Regions from separate parts of the Ovis aries genome. Here region 1 is linked to region 2. Evidence: chromatin contacts called from public Hi-C data. All regions are on one chromosome and are shown on one strand. Each heading gives the region's core, a stretch centred on a gene start, on an enhancer-like site or on the middle of the called end of the contact. The rest is flanking DNA. Distances are from core to core; before and after follow the strand shown. Region 1 overlaps DLC1 (DLC1 Rho GTPase activating protein). Region 2 overlaps DLC1 (DLC1 Rho GTPase activating protein).

Region 1 (3,272 bases), core at 261-2,760, 89 kb after region 2:
CTTTGTGTTACTGAATCATAAGATTCTTCATACATTCCAAAAACAAGTTGTTTATGATATATGCTTTACAAATATTTCTTCCCAGCTAGTAGCTTGTATTTCTCTCTTCTTCATTGACCTTTTAAAAGAACAGAGGTTTTTGTTCTATTTTGTTCTCTCTCTTTTCTTTTTTTATGATTCATGTTTATCAAGGCCTAGGAAAGCTTTACTTAACTTAAAGTCACGAAATTTCTCCTATGAGTCTTAGAGTTTTACATTTAGGTTTCTGGTTCATGGTCCATTTAGACTTAATGCTTAAAGTGTGAGGTAAGTGTGGAGATTCATTTTTCCCATATGGTTACCCAGTTATCCCAGCAACATTTGAAAATAATTATCTTACCCCAATGGCTTACCTTGGCATCTTTATCAAAAATCAACTGAATGTGTAGTAAGTATGGACCTATTTTGGGAATTTTTATTTTGTTCCATTGGCCTATATGTCTATCCTTAAAATCAGTATCATCCTTCCTTGAATTGATTACTGAAGATTTATAGTCAATCTTGAAATCAGGTAGTGTAAATCATCTAAAAATTGCTCTTCTTTTTAAAAGTCTTTTTAGGTTCATATAGTCATTTGTATTTTCAAAAATACTTTTTAGAATCAACTTGTCAAGTTTTTTTTAAAAACCCTCATGGAATTTTCATTGTTTTCATGTTGAATCTATGTATTATTAAGGGGAGATTATTATGGGGAAAACCCTAACAATTTTGAGTTTTCAAATCCATGAACATGGTATATGTCGCTATTTATTTCAGTCATTAGTTTCTCTTAGCAGTTTCTTATAGCATTTAATGTATATGTTTTTGTCTACATATTTGTTAAATCTGTCTCTAAGTAGTTGTTAAATCTGTCTCTAAGTAGTTTATATTTTTTAATCATATCATAAGTGGCATTTATTTTAATTACAGTCGTTAATTGCTAGTATATGGAAATACAACTGATTATTTTATGTTGACCTTGAATCTTATGACCTTGTTAAACTTAATTTTTATTTCTAGTTAACCCAAATAGATGTTAATCAATTTTATTGATTATTTTCAAAGAAATAGATTTGATCTTCTCTATCATTTGTCCATTTTCAATTTCCATGATTTCTGTCTTATTTTATTATTTCCTTTCTTCTGCTGGCAGGTCAGTAGCAGCCATTTTTCTGACACTAATTTAGTCCCCCTACTGACACATAACTCTTTTGGGGATTTCATCCAGTGCCCCAGATTACCTGAGGACTCCTTATGCCAACTGGTGGGAACAGAAGCAATCCTAGGCTTCAGTGAAAGTGAAAGGGGCTTCCTTGTGGCTCAGCTGGTAAAGAATTTGCCTGCAGTGTGGGAGACGTGGGTTTGATCCCTGAGCTGGGAAAATTGCCTGCAGAAGGGAAACGCCACCCGCTCCAGTATTCTGGCCTGGAGAATTCCACGGGCTCTACAGGTGCACAGTGTCAGACACGACTGAGCGACTTTCACTTTCACTTCATTAGCTCCAGGAAGTTATCTGCCTCCTGACCTCCCATACCTCTTTCCCTGGCTTTGGAGAGCTCCTTCTTATACATGTGCCAATGAGCATTCAGTCAAGCGTTTGGGGAGACCCCTCTGCAGACCTCCTAAGCTCACTCTCTATGCCGTGCCTTCTGCCCTGCTTCAGTCCCACAAACTCTGATCTCTTTCCCCTCAAGACTGTCAGGTTGTGTGTGGCTTTCCTATTTCTGCTCCATGACCCAGAAATGTCTCCCAGGCAGTAAGGTGGGGCAATAGGATAGCTCATCTATTTGCTTTTTTGACCTTTTAGAGATTACAGTCCTGCATTATCTATTTTACATTTTCTGAAAAACACTGTATTCGTGTATGTGTTTATGTGTGTGTGTGAGAGAGAGAGAGTGAGAAGAGAAGACGAGGATCCCTTCGTGGACAAAAGCTAAGTCAACCTGTAAAAGAGTTTTTTCACAAAAACATCCCAGCCTTTTAGTATTGGCACTGTTGCAGGTCTTATCACAATATAAAACATTTATTAGAAGGGTGTAATCAATAGGTTACATTAACATAGACAAATATTTGGATTCCTATTTGGTCTGACTTTGAAATTATTCCTGAGTGTATATGCTTGAGTATACCGTTCAGCTATCATCCAGAATTAGTTATGATTTATATTAGTGTAGCATGTTATTTGAGGTTATTGTTAATTGTTATAATCCAAAGGATAATCCATACCTGGCATTCCTTACTGAGACTTGTGGCAGTGGACATACAGAAAGGTAAAATAAACAGTTTTAATATATTATTTGTTTTCCAGAAGGAAGCCTTATAATTCAAAATCGGTGAGAGGTTATTTCTTTTTGATGCAGATCTCAATAAGATTATCCATAAAATAGCTGGTATGAATTAAAATAAATACAATTTAAAAACAATCCATGGTAGTCATAATAAACTTTAAACCTGAGTAAGCAGAGAAATTACATGACTATAATTCTGTGTCATAATGCTGCTGCTGCTGCTAAGTCTCTTCAGTCATGTCCGACTCTGCGCGATCCCATAGACGGCAGCCCACCAGGCTCCCCCATGCCTGGGATTCTCCAGGCAAGAATACTGGAGTGGGTTGCCATTTCCTTCTCCAGTGCATGAAAGTGAAGTCGCTCAGTTGTGCCTGACTCTTAGCGACTCCATAGACTGCAGCCTACTAGGCTCCACCGTCCTTGGGATTTTCCAGGCAAGAGTACTGGAGTGTGTTGCCATTGCCTTCTCTGGTCATAATGTTAGACTCCTTTAATTAATAAAATACTGGAATTTTACATTGTGAAGAATAACGGATAGGAAACTAAAAGAATAAAAGGAAGAATTTAAAATTAAAAGAAAATTAAGACTAAGAAAAAGGAGATCACTTCCTTCTAAAGTTTTTACTGTACCTATAATTTATTTTACCATTAGATAGCCTATTATTTTATAAGAAAGAAAATTTATATTTATAGGAAAATATAAATTATATATGCATTATTTTTTTAGCATTAGTATTGGTGAGGTATCCATGTATGTTTTTCTATAGAAATTTAAAATATTTTAACTTTCTGAAATCATAACAAAATAAAATTTGAAATTATTATATTAAAAAATTATGGGAGCACCATTACTTTCTCTTTCCATTCTCTATCATTTTTATTATCTCTTTGCTAAAAATGTCAGTATAGAAAATGAGTCAACTACAGAAAATGAGAAAGAAATAATTGAGACAGGAGTAAAACAAG
Region 2 (3,041 bases), core at 59-2,558:
TGAGGGCTGATCACATCTATTGCAGGATGAAGGCACAGAATCATTTACCTTCCAGAAGATCCGGGAAATACCGTGGTGTCTTCAGGTGAACTGAGACCAGTAAGTCCTCCTACAAGGGAGGATGCTGCTGCTGCTGCTGCTAAATTGCTTCAGTCGTGTCTGACTCTGTGCGACCCCGTAGACGGCAGCCCATCAAGCTCCCCCGTCCCTGGGATTCTGCAGGCAAGAACACTGGAGTGGGCTGCCATTTCCTTCTCCAGTGCATGAAAGTGAAAAGTGAAAGTGAAGTTGCTCAGTCGTGTCCAACTCTCAGCGACCCCATGGACTGCAGCTCACCAGGCTCCTCCGTCCATGGGATTTTTCCAGGCAAGAGTACTGGAGTGGGGTGCCATTGCCTTCTCCGACAAGGGAGGATACACACCACAAAAGGATCAGCTCCTTCTACATCACCTTAGCACAAGCCACATGGTCACTTGACTGATTAGATTCCATAGCCCAGTGTGCGACTCATTGCAAAGACCAGGAGTAATCAGTTTAACTCAAAGTAATTTTTCCCTGTTTGTGTCAACAAATGTATTCCTACAGGGTACTCTCTTGACATACATGAAAGCTAGTAATAGGATAGAGATTGTGAAATGGAAATTAAAAATGGAGTTAGATGGCTAAGGATTATACTAATGGAATGTAGATTGGATTAAATGTAAATTACTTATCAGAACAGGAGGACATTTGTCCCAGATGAAGAAACTGTTGAAAGTCTCTGGGCACTGATTTATCATCCAATCTCAAACATACCAAACTTAATCCTTGGCAGAATATGAGGTTACTTAAATATGAAGGGAAAACTTTTCAGTTAGCTTTTAACAAACTCAAAAAGAGATTTGTAGGCAACAATTAGCTCTTATTGTTCTGATGGTTTACAGGTAATTGAATTAGAAATATGAGACAATTTTTCTTAAGATAAACATGCTTTTATTTAATTAGGGGGAAGATGTTTAGTTTTGATTGATCTTTGGAAGATTGGAAAGAAGTCTTTAGCATGTGATAAATTTAAAAATCACCTAACTCGATTCCAAGAAGGAAATCTCCTTGAGTTTAGAGATTGCTTTGTTCCAGTACTTAAGGTCACCAACACGAGGAGGACTAGGAGTGGCATTACCAGAGACCTGGACACTTGAAAACAATGCTTGTGAGGAGGGAAGCAAGCTGCCGGGAGCACATCTGAAAATAAAGCTGACAGGCTGACATTCTGTGCAAAGTTCAGAGTGTCACCTGAGAATCTCAGCCAGAAACCACTTTACTAGTACTCTCTGGCTCCCCGTGAGCTCTTGGCTTTTCTCTTAAGCTGGAGGCTAGCCCTGTATTATCCGAGATCTGAAAGGAGAGATCTCGGAGGGAAAACCAGAGGATATAAAAACAAATATGTGAGCAAAACGCACACTTGCACATGCACACACGCACACGCACACACACGTGCAAGTCCCTCCCTGCTAACACGCATGCAACATAATAAAGAAACGACTGTAGGCATTTCTTCCCAGTTTCTGAGAACTTAGAGAACAGAGAGTTAAGAGAGTATGTACCTTTGTACCTGGTTTCCTTTAGCCAAGTCAAGCAAATGCCACACAAGCATACAGCTTTGCTCTTGATTGTTCAAGTTGCTGTTTTGGTGCCAAATATAAAGAGATCCAAACAAAATCCAATTTTGCAATCACTAAACACCAGAAATATTTGAGCTTGCTTGGCAAGGTTAGAGTTTGTTGATCCTGCAATGCCATTGGAAAGTAAAGTTGTAAGATTCTTTTGCATGGTAGCAGGTCGGTTGGTTTGTTTTCATTTTTGCACAGGAAAATGACCGCTTACGTTCTACATCAGAGTAACGCAATTTACAGTCATTTTTTCTTTGTCTCCCGTACCTTTTGTGAAATAGAAAGAGCAATAACCTGGAATATAAGCTAGTTCAACTTCTGTTTCCGTCACCAGTTTCACAACCCAGAACTAATGTCTTATCTGAGCGTCAGTGCTGTTAATCCGTGAAATTAGGATAATGGTACGTAGTTCTCCTGGTCACCATGACGTATAACAGAAAGAGTAAATGTAAATGCTTGGCATTCATTTATTCAATAACATCTGTTAAATGTGCGTACTGTGAGGCTACAGTGGAGAACCAGATAGAAAGCCAGGACTCTGCCCTTAGGAAACACATATTCAAGCGGGAGACAGATAACAAACCACAAAGAAATCCAAAGTCAGATACTTACAGGTTAACTCCACAGGCTCTCATTCATAGATCTTAACAGGATTAGGAATTTGCAATGATTTATGAGAGTGTATGAGTCCTGTTTCTACCCCGAAAGTGTAGTCTCCTGGAGACCAACTATTGTATGCCATTACCATGCACAGAGTAGGCAAATATGCATCATTGTGGAGTAAATGAATGACTGCATTGTGATAAGGAAAGTAATAGGAAAAACAGAGATAAGAGGAAGTAAATCTTTTAGTAGGATAATCTAGAAAGGCCTCTCTAGGATGTTGTAATGCCTGAATGATGAGAAGAAGCCATTCGTGGGGATGAAAAGAGTCAGAAGAGGAGAATTCTAGATAGGAAATATGCGCAAAGGCCCTGCAACAGGAAAGTATGTGAAATGCTTAGGGAATGGGAAGGGACCAGCAGAGAGGTTACACAGGGACCCAGACTAGGGTAAATTTTGTGCATTATTCTAAACATAACGTAAGTTCCGTTCCCTCGTCCACACATTCCCTTGTTTATAGTTTTGTTTTAGTAACAAGATTAGCATACATATAACAATCAGGCAATAATACTAGAGGGCAAATTCCCTTGTTGGCTCAGATGGTAAAGAATCTGCCTGCTAATGCAGGAGACCTGGACTCGACCCCTGGGTTGGAAAGATCCCCTGGAGAAGGGCATGGCAACCCACTCCAGTATTCCTGCCTGGAGAATCCCATGGACAGAGGAGCCCGGTGGGCTACAGTCCATAAGGTCACACAGAGTTGGACACGACTGAAACGACTTAGCATAG

What was found. Hi-C and Micro-C count contacts between places; a contact is called where the count stands out from the background.
Region 1: a contact with region 2 is called in a Hi-C map of liver, with 2.4 times the contacts expected there. The contact joins two enhancer-like sites. A contact is called at or near these places in 3 of 16 Hi-C or Micro-C datasets (liver, mixed tissues and tail adipose tissue).

What each region holds. Positions count from the first base shown.
Region 1 is chr26:22,893,576-22,896,847 of ARS-UI_Ramb_v3.0, forward strand. All of the region lies in intron 5 of DLC1 (DLC1 Rho GTPase activating protein), which reads left to right. Among named protein-coding and RNA genes, the nearest start is that of C26H8orf48, 300 kb to the left of the region's middle. Within about 2 kb of position 1,511, at least 1 of the 54 cell types and tissues checked has an H3K27ac peak or open chromatin away from gene starts, as enhancers often do. A contact at or near this core is called in liver, where this site is marked.
Region 2 is chr26:22,804,918-22,807,958 of ARS-UI_Ramb_v3.0, forward strand. The region is part of intron 4 of DLC1 (DLC1 Rho GTPase activating protein); the gene reads left to right. Among named protein-coding and RNA genes, the nearest start is that of C26H8orf48, 210 kb to the left of the region's middle. Within about 2 kb of position 1,309, at least 4 of the 54 cell types and tissues checked have an H3K27ac peak or open chromatin away from gene starts, as enhancers often do. A contact at or near this core is called in liver, where this site is marked.